2 separate regions of the Sus scrofa genome follow, and region 1 is linked to region 2. The links are chromatin contacts, called in public HiChIP or PLAC-seq maps. All regions are on one chromosome and are shown on one strand. Each heading gives the region's core, a stretch centred on a gene start, on an enhancer-like site or on the middle of the called end of the contact. The rest is flanking DNA. Distances are from core to core; before and after follow the strand shown.

Region 1 (5,102 bases), core at 84-2,583, 180 kb after region 2:
GAAAATAGTGGGGTTTTTTAGATCCACCTTTTTTATTGCAAAGATTGAAATACCTCTAGATTTTATGAGAAAAGAAAAAAATGCAGCAGCTTGGGCAAACTCAAGTAGTAAAACACAGCGAATTTTAGTGAGTTCATTTCCTAAAGATAGTTCGCTGCCTGAATTATCTTGAGAGCCAAGTGATTAATTAGAAATGAAGTCACGAATAGGATTCGGGGAAAAAGAGGCAGAAAATGTCCATAGATAATGTTATTGGAGGAACTCTTTTGCTTCTCGACAAGCTCCACATTGTACAGAGGAAACTACGAATACTCTTGAGTATTAATGAGCTCTCAAGGACTCTTGATTATTAAAAGGGAGAAGAGAGAAAGAGAGAGAGAGTTCTCCATAGACTGGGAAAATGCTGTATGCACAAGCCCTGGAAAACAAAGGAAGCTTCCATATTTAGAAGCCGAGCAATTTGGGAAGACAGCTCTTGGAAATGAGTTTACTGTTTCCTTAATGTTGAAACTTAACTCGGGATCCCTCATCACAGAGCAGGCTTCAGTTCAGCAGTTAAGGAAGTAAAACCTGGAGCTGGATAATCCCTGAGCTATGCTTGGTGTCTGTCTGCCTTTTCCCTCCGGCCTAGGCTCCTCAGCCAGCATCAAAAAGGAAAGCTGGTTTTCGCGGTGAATTGTTGAAATGCTGCACCGTGAACAAAATACATAGCGGGGAGTGTTACCTTTTAGGATGAATTCCCAGAGCAATTGATCTTAGCTGAACTTTTTTTCTCTTGTTCTGAAAGCCTCTGGGGAAGTTGATTAAGTTATGATTTATCATGTTGCGAGGGACATTCCAAAAAAGCAGTTTAAATTTTTTTTTAAAGACAAGTAAAGGTCAGAGAGACAAACTCAGTGTTTAATCTAACTTCTGAGGGTTGTTTTGAAAAAAGGGATATTTAAAGAAAACTAGAGTCTTTTGCCATGTCTGTCGAGAATACATAGTCTGAAAAAAATAGTTTTCACTATGTAATAATACCTAAATGCATTCTAGTTGTTAAAAAAAAATAATAATGATACCATGTATTAGAAGATTTGTGAGGAAATACATCCAGAACAAATCAGGGGATATCATCATTGAACAGGTCAGGGGGACAGGGTGGTTGGTTTCCGAGGAGAAATACCAGAATTCTCAAACTAAATTCTCAGTTGTGGTCCACAACTTGCCATGTGCCTGAGCTACTTTTTTGTTTTTTTAAAGTTGAACTTTTAGCAAGCAGCTGAGGCCTCTGCTTCCTTCAACTATGGGACAATCCGAGTTACTTCCTTCTACTCCTTCCCTCCCGTGGGCCCAGAGGACAAACAGAAATTTCCCCCTTGGTAAACGTTGCTAGCAGTATGAGAACAACTGCCTTTTCCCAGTCTTGGGCAGGCCTTTTCTCAATTTTAATATGTATCCGTTCTCCCATCCCCCACCCCTCCAAAAGCAAGTCTTAGTTCCTTCTTAATTATGGCTTTGTAAACCCTTGCTTGGCTAGAAAGATCTCCCTTCTGCAAAATAGAAGAGGCATTTTAAGAATGTGCGTTTACGGGTGCACACCTCCACGTGTGGGGATGGCCCCTCCTTCCCAATTTCATCTTTAATTGAAATGTCCAGAAATGCAGTCAACCTGTGGCCTGCTCTTTAAACATTAAAAAAAAAAAAAAACCAAAGATGGAAAGCCCTAAAAACGTGAAGGAGCCCAGTCCAAACTGCTCCCTAAAGGAGCCTTTGAAAGTAAGACAAGCAAAACGCCACCTTCAGAGATTAATTACAGGGGATTGACACTGAGAACAATGTAATGCTGCAGGAATGACCACGATAGCCGGCAAAATGGAATTAGCCCCAGTGTGCAGACTCACGGTTAAAAAAGCAAACAGGAAAAAAAAAAAAAAAAAAAAAAAAGGTCTACTGTGTGAAAAGTGTTTAAACATCGGTGGCTATGAAAGGGATTATGAAAATAAAACCAAAGAAGTGCTTTCTGTGTGCAGTAGGGAAGTTTACCCCAATGACATGCTGTCACGTGGGGTTGTCCCAACAACATTCTTAAGTTTATTTCCTTAGATCAAAAAGGACAGACAGAAGCCCAACATGTCTCTCTGTGCTGGTTGGTCATATGCTCCTTTCCTGGAGTAATTATATGCCACATCCATGAAGCAATGTGTCTGATACCTTAATGCTCTGAGTACAAAGACGAGTGGGGTCAGATGACGTTGCTATATTTAGAAAAGGACTCTGTTTTCTGTTTTGCTCAACCCTTACAATTTTCTGCTCTGAGGAAAGAGGAGTTTCAAATGTACATTGATCTGTTTTCATATCTTGAGGGAACTGAATAAGCACCTGTTTTCAACTGCCAGCATGCTTTTTTTTTTTAAAGGGGAGAAAGAAGTCTGTATACTCTTAATTCAATACAGGAGGTATACTTTTTTCCCCTGCTTTCTTCAAAAGAACAGAAACAGAACGGTACAGTAATAATATTTACCGAATTTTATAAATGCTAAGATATGCACTTAACTGAACAAAGCAACAACGTGGACTGGTGTTAATATTCCAAGGCAGTGTTAGAATACTGCTAATCTTGGAAAAATTAGCTCGTGTAACTATGCAAAGTGACTGAAAAATTAACTCCCAGCAGGAAAATCATTTATTAGTTACAGAAATGTGTGTAGCTCCTTTCTTATAAAATATCTGGAAATAATAATAGTTTAAAAAATGGACAGTTTTTCTTTTAAGTTAATTGTCATAAACCTCAATTGAATACATCAAGCCCAATCCCTTGGAAAGAATGCTTGCCGTCTGTGAATATCCCCTCTGTGGGAGGAATCCACATATTTTTCTGATGTTGAAAATTGGACTGATTAAATTAGCGGGCTAGGTTCAGGATCCCATATGTACAGAATTCACTCATTCATCCTTTCAATATTTATTAAGATTCACCTCCTAAACATGGTGACTGCCCATTTACCTATCCAGGACAGAGACAGCACATGTGATGGATTTTAACATGTGTCATTTTGTCAAAATGATGTAGAATTCTTCTAAAAACAACCCAGGTTAACCACGGCAGGATTACACGGCCACTGCTGTTTTAATTTAAAAAATGTCTACCCAAGTCTTCCTTATTTTTATATCATTAGAGTTTTCCATCTGCCTTTCTCCAGGGCATTTGTTGCTATTTTACATAATTTCCATTGCTATTTATGAACACAGACCTTTCAATTGTAGCTTTAACTAATTCTTTCATGTCTCATTCATTCATTTTTTTTTCACTCAGCCATCATTATTAAATGATGAGTTCTAGATGCTCAAGGATCCTAGAATTTATGAACTCGTCACAATGTCCAAGAAAATGTTTATTTACGTACTCCTGGTTGGAAATAATCTTTAATACATACATTTATGCTTCATTGTCATGGTTTTGGGTGACCCAGTACTAGTTTTTAAAATTTCAACATGTTGAAATTAGCCTGCATTTTGTAATTGATGGCATCTGACACTTATATTTGGGGAGTTCCCATTGTGGTGGTGCAGCAGAAACAAATCCTACTAGGAACCATGAGGTTGTGGGTTCGATCCCTGGCCTCGCTCAGTGGGGTAAGGATCTGGCATTGCTGTGAGCTGTGGTGTGGGTTGTAGACGCAGCTCGGATCTGGCACTGCCGTGGCTCTGGCTTAAGCCCACAGCTACAGCTCTGATTAGACCCCTAGCCTGGGAACCTCCATATGCTGTGGGTGTGGCCCTAAAAAAAGACAAAAGACACACACACACACAAAATTATACTTGGAAGTGTTTCTTAATGGTCCATAAAATAATCATGGCATCACAAGTAGTGATGCTTGTCCGACAAAATGCTGTGACTGTCCCTTTAGTTTTCTGAATTATGTTGATGTTACTGCTTAAGTATTACTTCCTATTGAGGGACTTCTGCAGAACTAATAACACTGATGAAAATAATAAGATAATAATAACTGCCATTTATGGAGCTCTTTCTGGGTGTCAGCACCTGTGTGACTCCCCTTCACATTTGATCTTCACAAAGCCTTAAAGGCAGCACTATTGTTAGATTTTTTTTTGTCCACGCTTATAGCACATGGACGTTCTGGAGCCAGAGATCGAACCTATGCCATAGCAGCGACAGTGCTGGATCCTTAACCCCCTGAGCCCCCAGGGAACCTCCAGGTAGCACTACTGTTACCTCACTTTGTAGAGGGAGAAACAGGTGCAGAGAACATTTGCACGGCCCCCCTCTCTTGCCCCACCCTAATCTCAGTCCTGTCTTTATTTAAAAATTTTGTGTTTTGTTCAGCATAGATTTGGGGAGCATTAGTTTGATCTTTTTAAAAAATATATTGTATTAAAATAATATGGGAGTTCCCGTCATGGTGCAGCAGAAAGGAATCTGACTAGGAACCATGAGGTTGAGGGTTCAATCCCTGGCCTCGATCAGTGGGTTAAGGATCCGGCGTTCCTGAGGCTGTGGCATAGGCCGGCAGCTATAGCTCCGATTAGACCCCCTAGCCTGAGAACCTCCATATGCCATGGGTGTGGCCCTAAAAAGACAAAAGACAAAAAAATAAATAAAATAAAAGAATATGTATCTCAATTACTGAGGTTTTTGTGGTGCCTCTGAGAGTTTGTGCCTGAGGCTAGTGCCTCACTTGCCTCACCCTAGTTTCAGAACTGGATCTAGAACCAAAATTCAGACCCAGGTCTCATGTAAAGACCCTGAATTTCTTTTTCTTTCTTTCTTTCTTTTTTTTTTTTTTTTTTTTTTTTTTTTTTTTTTTTTATCTTTTTGTCTTTCAGGGCTGCACTGGCAGCATATGAAGGTTCCCAGGCTAAGGGTTGAAGCAGAGCTCTAGCCACTGGGCTACGCTAGAGCCACCGCAAGTCGGGATCTGAGCCGAGTCTGCAACCCACACCACAGCTCATGGCAATGCCAGATCCTTGCCCCACTGAGCGAGGCCAGGGATCAAACCTGCGTCCTAACCACTGAGCCACGACAGAAACTCCTAAAGACCCTGAATTCTTGATGGCATCCTGTTTCCTTCATAGCATTTGTCAGGATTAGCAATAAGGAA
Region 2 (5,331 bases), core at 332-2,831:
ATAGCTGTGTCCCAATGAAACTTAATTTGCAGGCAATGAAATTTGAATGTCATAATTTTTACATTTCAGGAAATACTTGTGATTTCATGAAATAGTAGTCTTTTATTTTTTAACCCATTAAAAATGGGCAAATCATTTTTAGCTTGGGGGCTGTACAAAAACAAAGAGCAGCCAGATTTGACCTGCAGCCTCGAGCCACAGTTTGCCAAGTCCTGGGCTACTCGGCAAGGCAAACATTCAACAAACAGAAGGACACGCTGTGATAACAGCATGAAAGTAAAGAGCTGTGTTCTGTGGGTGAGTGAGTAACAGGCGATGGATAAGCCACTTTGGATGAGATCAAAAGGAATTATAACCGAACCACGATGAGACACCACTTCACACCCATTAGGATGGTTATTATTTTAAAAAAGGGGGGGGGGTTTGGGAAGATGTGGAGAAATTAGAACTTCTGTGCCTTGCTGTTGGGAACGTAAAATGGTGTAGCCCCTGTGAAAAACCATAAAACGTTGAACAGATAATTACCGTACGATTCAGCAATTCGACTCCAGGTGTATACCCAAAGAATTGGAAGCAGAGACTCAGATACATGTACATGCAAGTTCACAGCAGTGCTGTTTGCAAGAGCCAAACGGTGGAAGCGACCCAAATGTCCATCAACAGAGGAGTGAGGCAACAGGTATATACATGCAATGGGATATTATTCGCCTGTAAGAAAAATTCTGATACATGCTACAACGTGGATGAAACCTAAAAAAACATGATGCTGAGTGAAAAAAAGCCAGACACAGAAAGACAAATATTGTATGATTCCACTTATCTGTGGGAACATGGAGGCAAGTTCATGGAGACAGAAGGTATAAGGGGGTTACCAGCAGCTGGGAGGCGGGGGGCAGGGGTGCAAGTTCTTTAATTGGTACAGAGTTCCCGTTTGGGATGATAATGGAACCCGGAGGGGTGGTTACTGTAGAGCACTGAAAATACACTGAATGCCACTGAATTGTACACTTGAATACTGGATAAATGGTAAATTTTATGTATATTTTACCTCGATAAAAAAAAATTTAAAGGAATTATAACTACAGGTCTGACTAGGAATCTGTCGGGCACGGTACTAAGCGTATCACACATTCACCCACTTAATCTTTACACCACCATGAGGCAGGTCCTGTCATCGCTACACCCGTCTCACAGGTAAGGAGACTGAGGCACTGAGAGCGCTGACACCTTGCCCAAAGTCGCACAGCTAGTGAGTTGCAGAACCAGGAATCAAACCAGTTGCAGCAGTCTGGCTCTAGGCTGGCGTTTGGCTGTCATGCTCCGCCGCCTCTAGCAGCGGTGACTCCCAGCTGCGGCCAAACACTAGTGTGGCCTGGGGAGCACCCCTGGTTAGATCAGAACCTCGGGAGGTTGCCCCAGGCGTCACTCGCTGTAAAAGCGCCCAGGAGCTGCCAGTGTGTAGCCAAGGTTGAGAATAACTGAGACGGTATTAACAGCCATGACCTCAAAAGAGAACAGGACTCAGCCACGTGGGGAGAAGGGGTCACTCCAGGCCACACAGTGGATGAGTCATGTGTGAGCTGGCCTTATTCCCGTGTGAGCATGACATGTGTCCTGGTGGGAGCAGCAGCTGATACTTATTGAGCAGTGATGCCTCAAGCTCGACACTAAATGCGTCTCATACTTTGTCTCTTATTAACATTCATCATGGTCTTAGGAAGGAAATGTCCCCATCCCCATTTTACAGATGAGGCAACTGAGGCCTTAAGAGAGTTGCTTGCGCAAGGTCATACTGGTTACGAGGAGTAGGGGGTGCCCAGGCCCGTGCTGTCCACGCCTAGCTCTCCAGCCTGTCTGCCCACTGAAGCTGGCCCAGGGCGTCCTGGCAGGAATAGTGAGAAAGGAGGTGATCTACCCACCTCTGGCGTTTGTCTGGTTTTGTTTTTGTGCAGGTCCACCTGTGGCAAGGCGTCTTGGTTGAGTCAGGACCTTGGTGCTCCTACATCATCACCATGGGCTGGAGCGGCTCCAAGGAAGTTTGTTCATGAATCTGAACAATCTCACTCTGCAGGGAAGAGGAGGCTGAGGCTGGGAGGACTTTGCTGGGGAAATTCAGTGTATTAACTGGAGTTTTACAAGGCCCCTGGTCCAGGGAGAAGGTGAGAGAGACTGTGTTTGTTTCTCACCCTAGGTCTTATTGATGGTGTCCACAACTTGGAGCAAGTCTGACCAGGGAGAGGTGTGACCTTGGAGAACACAATAAGGAGAGAAGGCTCTTGACTTTTCCCTCTAATTCTTTTTTGTTTGTTTTGTTTTTTTGTCATTTATTGGGCCGCTGCCGTGGCATATGAAGGTTCCCAGGCTAGGGGTCAAATCGGAGCTGTAGCTGCCAGCCTACTCCAGAGCCACAGCAATGCTAGATCTGAGCCGCATCTGTGACCTACACCACAGCTCACAGCAACACCAGATCCTTAACCCACTGGGCAAGGCCAGGGATCGAACCTGCAACCTCATGGTTCCTAGTCGGATTCGTTAACCACTGAGCCATGACGGGAACTCCTTTTCCTTCTAATTCTGAAAGCCTGAGACCGCATTTGGCTTATTGATCACTCTGCCCAGAGAACAGTATCAGGCACGCAGGGTAGGTGCTCATTAAAACTTGTGGAGCAAATGGATACGCATGATGGGCAGGGGGCCTGCCCTGTAGAAGCAGCAGATGAGCTGAGATCCTGGCTAAATACTTGGTAACAGATGAGGGGATAAAGAAAAGAATGTTCCAAGGGAAGAAATTCATGTTCCAAGTTCAAATTAAGCTTTTCTATGATGTCACCCCTTACTGATGAGGAAACAGGCTTAAAGAGGTCTAGTGATTTTTGTCAATTAGCAGGTGGCTAGAAAGTATCAGAACTTGGATTTGAACTTGGATCCCCAAATTCTTCTTCCAGTGTTGTTTCTACTGCATATCAGCAAACAACCAACCAGAGGATAATGCAAATGAGTAAGAAGCATGTTGCATGGGAACACAAGGACTCTAACCATCATCACCAATGGCCCCAAATCATCATAAGAGCATTAACTAAGATTCACTAAGTGCCTACTCTGTGCTGGGCTCTGGTCTGTGTCTTTGACCTGCATGGGATCCACAGATCCTCTCAAAAAAAAAAAAAAAATCATATGGAATAGAAGCTGTTATCATCCTTTCAGCTATGGAAACGAGGTCTAGAAGCAATAACAAGCCTCAGCTTACATACTTTATAAGAAGCAGGAGTTCAAACTCGGGAGTCTCACAACACCAAATCTTAGCCACTGTTCTCCTGGCCTGTCAATCAACCCAGCGTCAGGCAAACTGGCCTTTGATTGTCACTGAGTTGATGATGCTAATTATCGTACCTTCCTTTCTGGGGCTTTGAGCGTTTCTATTTTGAGAGAACCTTCACAGTCCTCTGACAAAATTTTCCACTTTTCAAAACCAGGTGTTTTCGTGTCAAGTCCTGAGTGATGGAAAGATTTCTCGTCACAGCTGTGAGAACGTAACCAGTAGAGAGCCACCAAGGATACGAACGGGGCTGCAGAGTAGATTGCTATCAGCTCGGGGTCAGAGCCCCACGTGCACCTTCCCCGGGCCACGTGGTGCTGGGGAGGAGGGCGTCTCCCCGAGCAGGTGCTTCCCTTCAGTCACTGCCCACCCCCCACACGGAGAGGAGGGGAGGCTTATCCGGCAGGTAAATTTGGGAAGAACTGAGCTGTGCCCTGCTCCTTGTACCCTTCCTTGTTGGGGGGGCAGAGGAGGGGGCTGTTCTCTGCTCCTGGATTGGAATTGGAAGATTCACTTTACTCTGGGGTCAGTGTTGGGAAGCCCAGGGGCCCACAGATAGTGAGACTGACCAGCAATAAAGGTGGCGTTTTGGCTCCCATCTGCGCCACAGACTGGATGTGTGTCCTTCCCCTGCTTACATGCACATGTTGAAACCTAACCCCCGATGAGACGGTATTAGGAGATGGGGCCTTTGAGAGGTGCTTAGGTCATAAGGTGGAGCCTGCACGAGTGGACACAGTGCTAGGACTGCTAGGACACAGACGTCAGCAGCTGCGAAGAGGCCTGGCCTGGCCGTGCTGCACCCTCATCTCTGCCTTTCAGCCTCCAGAATGGTGAGAAAGACACTTCCTTTGCTTATCAGTCACCCAGTCTAGGGTTTTTGTTACAGCAGCCCAGATGGACTAAGACCACCTGCTCAATCGTTTGTTTCTCAGATGAATAAGAACTCTCTGCCAGGGAAGAGACCTTCCCCAAAACCCCTCACGGGGGACGCTGGTTTTAGTGATGTCTGCTTTCTAAGTGAGAGCCATGATTCAGGATTGGAGATGGTGTTTCTTCTCAGTTCTTCGTCCCACATTTACTTGCTTGGCATCTGCTCTGTGCCTGGCACTGCACCGGGCACCCTTTAGATAAGGATGAGCCCTGAAAAGTGGGAGCAGACGGCTTAATGGAGCCTCGTTGTGACTCACCCCAGTGGGAAGGTTGAGGCACCTGCCTCGGGGGAATCCACAGCCAAGATAAAGCATCACCCACCAGGCGTGGGGATGGTCGAGCGTCACCAGAATGATGCAGGGTGGAAGGCACACGCCACAGCTCCCTCACTCTAGAAGGATGTTTTTGAGAAGTCTACCTGCTCCCCAGAGGCATGGGGCAGCCTAGTTCTCTCTTCCCCTCTTTTCTTTCTTCGCTCTCAATTCCCCATCTGTGAGTCACTCGGTATCAGTCCACTAAACTCTTCTCAGCCCATGTCAGCAGGAACCAGCTGGCTTTGTGGGGGAAAATACCAACCCAGCTGTCTGCACAAGGATGGTAAGAATTAGAACCTTGGGTCCCATACCTCCAGCTCACATCTGGAGAAACTGAAGGGGAGACTTTGAAATTTGGGGTCAAGGAAGCCTTGTAGCTTTTTGATTAACAGCACGAGTTCTTGAGTCACCTGGCCTGGAAGAAAAAGCCCGCCTCGGCCGTTTAGTTACTGATTGATTTCGACCCATCACTTCACTCGCCAAGCTTCAGCTCCTCCTCTCTGACTATAGGACAAGATCAGTACCACGCTCCTAAGGCCAGCGATGCTGCAAAATGCATAATAACCTTTGGTTGTTATTTTAGTGATGATTCTTCTAGATTTCTCCTGAGAAGTCATGCAAAACAGGAATGTGAATTGCAAAAAAGATGCTGAGCAGGAAGGCACCAAAGAAAGCCTTTCTCCAAAGGGGATGTTTATTTCAGAGGCACACAGGGGGAAGCTCCACCAGCTGTTTTCCAGGAAATCATCCACTTCACCCAGGGTGAGT

Evidence for each region. HiChIP or PLAC-seq counts read pairs in DNA pulled down with a chosen protein or histone mark.
Region 1: an H3K27ac HiChIP or PLAC-seq map of alveolar macrophages shows a contact between it and region 2. The contact joins two enhancer-like sites. A contact is called at or near these places in 1 of 47 Hi-C or Micro-C datasets (embryonic fibroblasts) and 2 of 2 datasets of contacts at active chromatin or transcription factors (alveolar macrophages and skeletal muscle).

What each region holds. Positions count from the first base shown.
Region 1 is chr17:54,685,057-54,690,158 of Sscrofa11.1, reverse strand. No RefSeq gene overlaps it. Among named protein-coding and RNA genes, the nearest start is that of ZNF217, 56 kb to the right of the region's middle. Within about 2 kb of position 1,333, at least 36 of the 83 cell types and tissues checked have an H3K27ac peak or open chromatin away from gene starts, as enhancers often do. A contact at or near this core is called in alveolar macrophages, where this site is marked.
Region 2 is chr17:54,867,836-54,873,166 of Sscrofa11.1, reverse strand. LOC106504276 (a long non-coding RNA gene) reads left to right here. Exons shown (of 9, transcript XR_002340125.1): 2 at 1,953-2,159; 3 at 2,946-5,325. Among named protein-coding and RNA genes, the nearest start is that of BCAS1, 160 kb to the left of the region's middle. Within about 2 kb of position 1,581, at least 10 of the 83 cell types and tissues checked have an H3K27ac peak or open chromatin away from gene starts, as enhancers often do. A contact at or near this core is called in alveolar macrophages, where this site is marked.